Regions from separate parts of the Zea mays genome. Here region 1 is linked to region 2. The links are chromatin contacts, called in public Hi-C maps. All regions are on one chromosome and are shown on one strand. The core of a region is the stretch at or near the end of the contact, and the rest is flanking DNA. Distances in the headings are between cores, read along the strand shown. Region 1 has its middle 140 kb from the start of LOC100279916. Region 2 holds the start of LOC100279916.

Region 1 (4,604 bases), core at 591-3,090, 140 kb before region 2:
CGCCGGTCTTGTTCCCCGTAGCCTGAGCTAGCTAGAGGTAGGGTAATAATGGCCCCTCCTGTGACGTGGTCGGTCCGAGCCCTAAGTCGAGCGAGGCGAAGGCTCCTCCGAGGTCGAGGTCGAGTCTGTCTTCCAAGGTCGAGGTCGAGTCCGAGCCCTGGGGTCGGGCGAGGCGGAGTTCGTCGTCTTCCGGAGACGAGGCTAAGTCTGAGCCCTGGGGTCGGGCGAGGCGGAGTTCGTCGTCTTCTGAAGCCGAGGCTGTGTCTGAGCCCTGGAGTCGGGCGAGGCGGAGTTCGTCATCTTCCGAAGCCGAGGCTGTGTCCGAGCCCTGGGGTCGGGCGAGGCGGAGTTCATCGTCTTCCGGAGCCAAGGCTGAGTCCGAGCCCTGGGGTCAGGCGAGGCGAAGTCCGTCTTCCGAGGCCGAGACGGGGGCTGAGCCCTGGGGTCGGGCGAGGCGGAGCTTCCTATGGCGCCCGAGGCCGGACTTGGCTGCTGTCAGCCTCACTCTGTCGAGTGGCACAGCAGTCGGAGCGACGCAGGTGGCGTTGTCTTCTTGTCAGGTCGGTCAGTGGAGCGGCGAAGTGACTGCGGTCACTTCGGCTCTGTCGACTGAAGAGCGCGCGTCAGGATAAGGTGTCAGGCGATCCTTGCATTAAATGCTCCTGCGATACGGTCGGTCGGCGTGGCGATCTGGCCAAGGTTGCTTCTTGGCGAAGACTGGGCCTCGGGCGAGCCGAAGGTGTGTCCGTTGCTTGAGGGGGCCCTCGGGCGAGACGTGAATCCTCCGGGGTCGGCTGCCCTTGCCCGAGGCTGGGCTCGGGCGAGGCGAGATCGTGTCCCTTGAGTGGACCGAGCCTTGACCTTAATCGCACCCATCAGGCCTTTGCAGCTTTGTGCTGATGGGGGTTACCAGCTGAGATTAGGAGTCTTGGGGGTACCCCTAATTATGGTCTGGACTTGCATTCATGCTGAGATTTATTTGAATGATTGCATTAGGTTTGAATTTATAATTTGAATAATTAGAAGATAGAAATAAGAAAAGAAATGGAAATAGGAAAATAAAAGGGGAAAACCATCTGCCACATGGGCCGAATTGACTTGGTCGGCACATTTGCTTCCCCCCACGCCAGCCCACTTGCCACCTCCGCGCTGACTGGTGGGGTCGGGTGGTCGGCCTCCTTATCCGCGCAGGCACGCCTGCGCTCTGTCACTGGTGTGCGGGACCCAGTTGCCAGTTCCTCCCTCCCCCAAACGAGATCTGTTAGCACCGACTGCGTGAACTTCGGGGAAAACAGGCTCGTCGTGATCCCTCCGCCTCCTAATCCGCGTGCTCCGCGAAGATATAAACCCGATTTCCCCGTGACCTGAAGCCCGGCCGCTACAAGTCCTCGCCCTCCTCGATTCACCTCATCTATTGAAACCGCCGTGGGCCTCACCGTTGTGTTGTGTCCGTGCGTGGGCATGCGAGCCACCGCCCATGCTACACGACCATTGCTGCGGTCGGTCTCTTGGCCGGGATGACTCACGGGGTCCCCATGGTACACGAGTCATTCCAATTTCTCGCTGTCTTTCCTCACCACCGCGGAGCCGTCGGGTGGCGTCGCTGGACCTCTACGTTGTTCAATCGTCGGTAAGGGGTTATTACATATATTCACCATCCCCTAGGGAACATTGATCGCGGATAGGATTAATGGATGGGGTGTTGTGGCACGGAACGGCCGTTGTCGGCCATGGCCTCCACTGTGGGGTTGCCCGCCGCCGCTCGGTCAGCTGGTGGATGAAGATGGTGTGGAGATCGTTGGATCTAGATGAACGATAGAGATTAGAAGGTTGGGGAGGAAACTGTATAATCGTTGATCGTGGAACGGACGCCCTGGATTAGATTCATGTATACCTGTTTGGCCAGATCTGACGTGGGCCGTTTGATCTAGATCTGGCGCTCGAAAATCGATTTGGGCGTTATAAAATTTGATGCATCGGTGATAGATCTTGCGACTGTCATTATATGTCGGTTCAATGATTTAATCCTGGCCGCTAGCGGGTGATCGGGTCGTCCATATTCGCACGTACCCCTTCGGCGAGGCTTTTTTGCGTATGAGCCCTCATGTTTCTTTCAAACCCGTCATCCTAACGCAGTTGTAGAAAATTTAATATATGCCCCTGAAACTTGCAGTTTGGCCCCTTATCTCTTAAAGAATGGCACCCTCAATCCAGGACTTACAAAATTTAGTAAAATAAATCCAAAAATGGATTTTTAGTAACTTTGTATTACCATGAAACCTATGATTAAAATCTTGCACCTCCTTTGCTTTATAATAGACACTTAAACCTTCGGAAAATCATAACTTTATGACCGTAACTCCGAATTTAGTAGTTCTCGAATCTAGGATCTAGTTTGACCCGTAGGACAATATTATGCAGTTTGTTCTCATGTTTGGTGTAATGTTATTTTTATGTACTCCTTGTATGTTTGTATGTATTGCTACGTGTAGCAGCGAGGTTTCGAGTCACTTGAAGACCAAGTTGGTACCTGGGGATCTCAAGTCTAAGGCAAGTTGTGCCCTTATTCACTTTTCTCTTTACCCAATAATGTTCCTGTTAATCACTGTGACATGCTCAGGTTAATTTGATGGGACCTAATAGGCTTCCCTAGCATTGTTTATCCCACACCTTGTAGACAAAAGAACTATTGGGTAGTTTTGTTATTGCTCTACTTGGTTTTGGGAAATTAATGTTATATTACGATCATGTTCCAGTTATGTTGTTGTTTAATTATCGTTCATGACAAGATCATTGTGTTAATTGGAACATGGAGCTTAACTTGAGATATCCGTGCTACCACAAGGGTGGAATGGGACGCCCTTGGCTGACTAATTAGGAAAGCTAGTGGAGGACTACCTTACCCGAAAGGGGCAAGGGCGGTAGAGGAGCTGCGTATAGGGAGGCTCTCGGGTCGATTATGCTGTTATGGCTTTTTGGACGAGGGATTCCTATATTGCCTTTCTCAGGAACTGTAGCGGGTTTTCTGAAGCTTGTGGAACTTTGTAAAGGCCTCGTAGTGGATCCCTAGCCATTCACCTTGGAAGTGTCTAAGGGCCTTGCAAACCCTGGCTAGACGGGATACATGAATTGTGGGTAAAGGGTGCAACCTCTATAGAGTGTAAATTTGGTATATTAGCCGTGTTAACGGTCAACAGCGACTCAGGACTCTCGCATGATTAACTTATGGAAATTAACTTAATATGACATATGCATTGCATCGAGGGTGTTATTATCAATTGTGATCTCTTATTTAATTGGGTTGATATTTACTTATACTTAGTAACTGCTAATAAAATTGGGACCAACTTTAAAAGCAATGCTCAGCTTTAACCACCTCCTTTGATAAGTTTTACACTTCACATGAGCTCCCACCTTTGGTGAGTTCATGCACATTATTCCCCACAACTTGTTGAGCGATGAACGTATGTGAGCTCACCCTTGTTGTACTCACATCCCCCCAGGTCAAGAACAGGTACCACATGATGAGGCACATGAAGGATGATGTGACGAGTTCGTGAGTGGTCTAGGCCGTCGTCTACCAGTCAACTATGGTTGCTGGATTGTTGTCTTCGTATGATGTAATTATTTAACTATTTTGTACAAAATTCCATTATATATTAATGATGTGACATTCGTTTCTATACCATGAGTCATCATATGTGTGAGACTTGATCCCAGCACACTTGGTGAAGTTCGTGCCCGGGTTTTGGACCCCTAAAATCCGGGTGTGACAGAATTGGTATCAGAGGAATGTTGACTGTAGGACGTAACCTAGATAGAATTGGACAACCCTTACCTACTTACCTTTGCTACTCTGATTCTTTCTAAACTCACGTTGATCTTTTCTCATCTATTGTTGCTTTACCCTGATTACTCTTACCTTTTCATTTCTAAATACAAAAGTGGATTTCACACTTTGAAATCCTATACCAAAGTGACTCTGAGGAATTGGAGACCTAATCTTAGGAACAAAAAACTATTTTTATAGGTATCTATGCACTTGAATGCTTGTTCTTATGATAATTGTCTGATCTGGTTCTTTGATTGAGTGTGATGAGTTGTGGAGTAATGTCCACAATGGCATCTAAATACATATATGCATAAAATATATTTAGAAAGATAGATTATCCCCCAAATAACAAAACAAATAGATCTATCTTATAGATCCATCTTATCCTTTCATCTTGTCCTTTGCTTATCCCATCCTAGAGTAACACCTAGGGGTGGTAATGGATTGTGATCCAAATAGTTCTTCACAAAATGTCAAGGCACTAAATAAATTATAGCTCAAAAATGACTAGAAATAGAGCCCGATCCTAACCCGCTTCGATCCTTAAATCTTATAGTGCAAAATTTATAGCCCATTGTCAGCCCTAGTAACACCAGGATCTAATCCAAATTAATTAGATCTTATCTAGTCTAATCTAATTATACCCATCTAATCTAGTCTCTACCTAATCCAATATGAATTACTTAACAGATTGGTTAATGCTTCTTAAGTGAATTAGGCTCTATTCATAAATTGTTTTCTACCCATGTAAATAGGTTTTAGCTTAAATTAA
Region 2 (4,347 bases), core at 535-3,034:
AGCCCTCATAGCTTATGAGATGGGTAGGGTATCTTTTCATGCCTCCGAAGAGGTACGTGTGATCAGTTTTTGCGGTGGTCTGAATCCTAGCCATCTGAGTGGACTGGAAATTGTCTGAGATGACTTAGCCAAAGCCAGCATTCGAAGCAGCGGTGGATGGGAAGCTTCGGAGGCACATAAAATTTTGGCAGCAGGTAGTTGTGGGCAGTAAATGTGATCCGCACCCACCCGCTCGGCTGTTTTATACTGAGAAATGGGTGTGAAGCGGCGTGAGACGTCGAAAAACATTCCCGCACATCACTCTCAGCATCTCCCTGTCCGTCTAACTTTCAGATCAATTGTTTTTATTGAATCGATCTATCTTCTTCATAACGGAATTCAGGAAGGTGTTTTTCGGACCTTCGGCACAAAGCCTCCCAATTTTATTTTTTACGATCTAAGTTCGTTACGAAGAAACAAACTCATCCCGCGAGGGCTACTGTTGGGGGCTTACCTTTGCCAGAGTTCTTCATTTAACCTTCACTTCGATATGAACAAGTGTGTTTCAAGTACACTTCAATCAATGGACGAAGCTGGTCTTCGGCCGAAGCAGCGTATAAAGAAGATTCACCCATGCGTGCAGATAATAAAGGTGTGTGCCGAAGTTGATAGCTTCGGCAAAAGGAGAAAGGCTTCGAACACAAGCCAGCGGAGAAGCTTTCACGCGATGAAGGCCAAGATCTGCGCAGCAAAGGAAGGTCATTTGTAAACAATGTGTGTAAAACCTTGAGGGGCATGATTGTAATTTTGTACGAAGGCGTTTCATTTTTTTTCTATAATTAGATGAACAAAGTCATGCATAAGATACCTTTTTGAGGACCATAGCTTCGGCCTTCGAAGAGCCATCATACCACCTTGTGTTAAGGAGCCGAAGGTATACTTATAAACTAATTTAATAAAAAAAAAGAAGTCGGAATAAGAATGCTAAGACAGATGAGTTCCATACAATATTTTTCATTGTCTTTTCACATCGTTTCATTTCCACTTCATTTTGAGAAACTTCGTCCTTCGCGCTAACACTTCGAACCAAAGGACGAAGGTCCAAATATTTAACTTGTGTTGCCTTGATTTTCGATACCTTCAGGGATTGAAATCAAGTACCAACGGATCCATATCTCATCAATAATGAAATATACTAAAATAGCATATTATCTTTATGTCTAGCATGATAAATTCATCGAACCCAACATAATTTTATTACAAGATCAACAATTCCATACTAAATGACAACATTATGCCATAAGATCATACAAAATATAGCACTCATAACCTAAAAGAGAGTTATTAATAACAACATACAACATTATGATAGTTATCTAATTGTTCAGTATACAATACTTAATATTTAAATGTTTAAGACGTGTAAGCTATTGAAACAAAAAGGGCATCATTCTTGCTCTTCCAATTTTATATGGAATATTTCTAATAATCTAGACACACATGACATGTGTTAGTGGATTCACGTGTGAAGAGAGAAAATACTCATAGCCACCATATCTAATGTATATAATAAAGTATCTAATAAAATACCTATAGACATAAAATTTGTTAAATATATGTTTTAATAGAGTTTTTACCCATCAAATATCGAGTTACTATTACCATCTATATTGATGCGCTATATCAAACAGCTGCTTTCAAACAACAACTTCCGAACCGTCCGGCCTTAGCAAATGACATCCGGGACCCACCAGTCCTTCTCCATACTCCCGAGTCCCGACCCAAGCAGCAGATAGAGGAATTGGATCCACGTGCACATTCACGCGCCCATCCAAAACTGATACTCCGACCCACCAAAAGCAGCGACCATTAATTTCCTCTTCCTTTTTATTAACTCCTTGGATTAAACCAATCAGCAAATTCTTGCCCGTGGAAATTAGAATTCCCCAGCAGAAATAGGTGCATCGTCGCGTTCTTTTAATCTAGTAAAATTCTTCCATTTTTTCAGTAATCCTTTCCCTTCCCCTGCATCGATCGGAGTATCGGACCAAGAACAGAGGGTAGAATCAGGTAGAAAGAAACAAGAACTGACTTAGCCAGTGGTAATTCCGGCCTCCATTTGGTGGATTTATCCAATACGATGGCAAGAGTGTCCGGTGAATCGTGACTTGTGAGTTCTTGCCCTAGGGTTTCTGATTCCCCGCCGCGAGATAAGTTGCAGAAATCGTAACACCTTTTCTTTTTGGTCTTTGCCTCAGAATTCCTGACGAATTTCTCGTGGTTTCCGTGGACAAAGCTGTGACCTTTGCGATGCAGTACAACCACCGTAGCCGCTTGCCGCCGCCGCCGCCGTTCGGCCGTGGTGGGTATCCTCGCGGCCACAAGCAGCCGTACTACGCTCCTCCTCCTCCTCCGCCGTTTCCGCCGGCGCCGCCGCCGCCGCCGCTAGAGCGCAAGTACGAGGTGCTTATGGAGGCCGGTCGCCTCGCTGCCGAGTATCTGGTTGCCCAGGGCGTGCTCCCGCCAGCCGCCCTCCAGCGTGGCGCCGGCATCTCTGGCACGTGGCTTGCTCATCCTCTTCCTCCGCCCCCGCAGCTACCACAGCAGCAGGAACCCCCCGGGTTTTATGGCCGGAGGAGGTACGAAGATGAATACAACAGTAACCCTAACGGCTGGCCTAGGCGAGCCAATGGCACTAGTAGCAGCACTAGTAGCAGAGATGATTGCAGCCGTGGCAGCTACAATGGAAGAGGGAAGAGGAAGTATGGGGAGTACAGGAGGGGGTATCTGGACTCAGGGAGAGACAGGGAGGAGAGAGGAAGGCCATTTCCGAACGGTCGGCACTACGAGGAGGATGGGGATGAAGATGGGGCACCTGGGTTTCAGAGAGAGCGCCGCGGCAATCGGGGGAATGATGAGGCGAGTACTAGTGTTACAGAGGCAGTGAGGGAGGGGACACCATTGACAGCGAAGGCTGTAGCAGGGTTATGCATGGAGGATACAACATCGAAGATTATGAGCTCTGTCAAAGATACTAGTAAGGATGCTAATGATGCATCAAAGGTGCTGGAGGAGACTGAGGAAGGTGAGGTGGAGGATGACAGTGGGACGCAAAATTCAGAAACTGAGGTGGTTAAGCAAGGGATAGACACCGATGTAAATCATGCTTCTTGTCGTGTTGTTACAGAGTCAGATCCCAAACAGTTACCATATGGTAAGATTGAAGATGAGGTTCCTGATGAGGAAGCTGGAAATGAAAAAAAAGTTATGGATGAGGCTACTTTGGATCACAACACTTCTGATGGTGAGACAAATATGGAAGTTGAGATGCATGTTGGTAAGGATAGTTTGATTGACTATTGTAACTTCACAAGAACCCCAACAAGGCCCAGGTCAGTGCGTGCACACAGAAATGCAGCATGTATCCCAGGAGAAACTGCAGTTGTTGAAACAGTTGATCTAGTTTCTTCTTGTCAAGCTTCACAGATGGTAATCGGTGATTCTGCTGAGAGATCTTTGACTAACGTCGCGTCAGAAAACAGAGAAGATAAAATTTGCCATGAAAACACTAGCTCTGGTGATGTCTGTGCTGAACCAAAAGAGTCGATGCTTCTTCAAGAAAATGGAATACCAGTTGGGACTGGAAACATGGTAGAAGAGAAGGTTGATGCACAACCACATGTGGTTGTCCAGCAATATAAGGAAGAAACTAACTTATCTCCGTTAACAGATGCCCTCAAGAAGAGCTTGATGCAGGAAACCACCTTATCTCCATTTGCAGCTTCTCACAAGGATAGCTTGACGCAAGAGGATGGCTTCATGCAAGAAGCTGATTTATCTCCGTTGACTGCTAATCACAGGGATAGCTTGATTGAAGAAACCAAATTGCTACCAACAACAGCTTTTCACAAGGTCAGCTTGATTGAGGAAACTGGCTTAACTCGGACAATATCTTATGAGAATAACTTGAAGTTACAATTTAAGGAAGGAACAAAGATCGGTGATATCGATATGCTGCCACAAGATGTGGACCTGATTGAGTTGCCCGATCAAAGGAAAATAATTGGTCATGATGTTGGTGCTGAAACTGTAATAGAAATGGAAAAGGGAAAGCTGGATCAATCTAGCTCACTAAATCTATCCGATCTTGACCTAGTTCGTGGTACAGAGGTTGCCGCTGTACACAATTGTCCAGCGTTGGTCCAGCCATCTGCAGCTGGATCTTCTGCAGAGTCAAATAATAAACAGCAAGAAGGTCCTGAAACTTTTACAGGCGCCAATGCCAGTCATACATATGATTTATGCCAGATTCCATTAGATAATAAGGATGTTCAAGTAATTGATATAGAATGTGGCACACCAGTTGAA

The links. A called contact is a pair of places that touch in the nucleus more often than the background predicts.
Region 1: a Hi-C map of endosperm shows a contact between it and region 2, with 2.9 times the contacts expected there. The contact joins the enhancer-like site here to the promoter of LOC100279916 in region 2. A contact is called at or near these places in 3 of 25 Hi-C or Micro-C datasets (bundle sheath, endosperm and leaf).

Annotation. Positions count from the first base shown.
Region 1 is chr4:119,204,582-119,209,185 of Zm-B73-REFERENCE-NAM-5.0, reverse strand. No RefSeq gene overlaps it. Among protein-coding and RNA genes, the nearest start is that of LOC100279916, 140 kb to the right of the region's middle. Within about 2 kb of position 1,840, at least 20 of the 20 cell types and tissues checked have an H3K27ac peak or open chromatin away from gene starts, as enhancers often do. A contact at or near this core is called in bundle sheath, endosperm and leaf, where this site is marked.
Region 2 is chr4:119,062,122-119,066,468 of Zm-B73-REFERENCE-NAM-5.0, reverse strand. It overlaps LOC100279916, which reads left to right and starts at 1,784. Exons shown (of 5, transcript NM_001152868.1): 1 at 1,784-2,149; 2 at 2,238-4,347. The coding sequence starts at 2,290.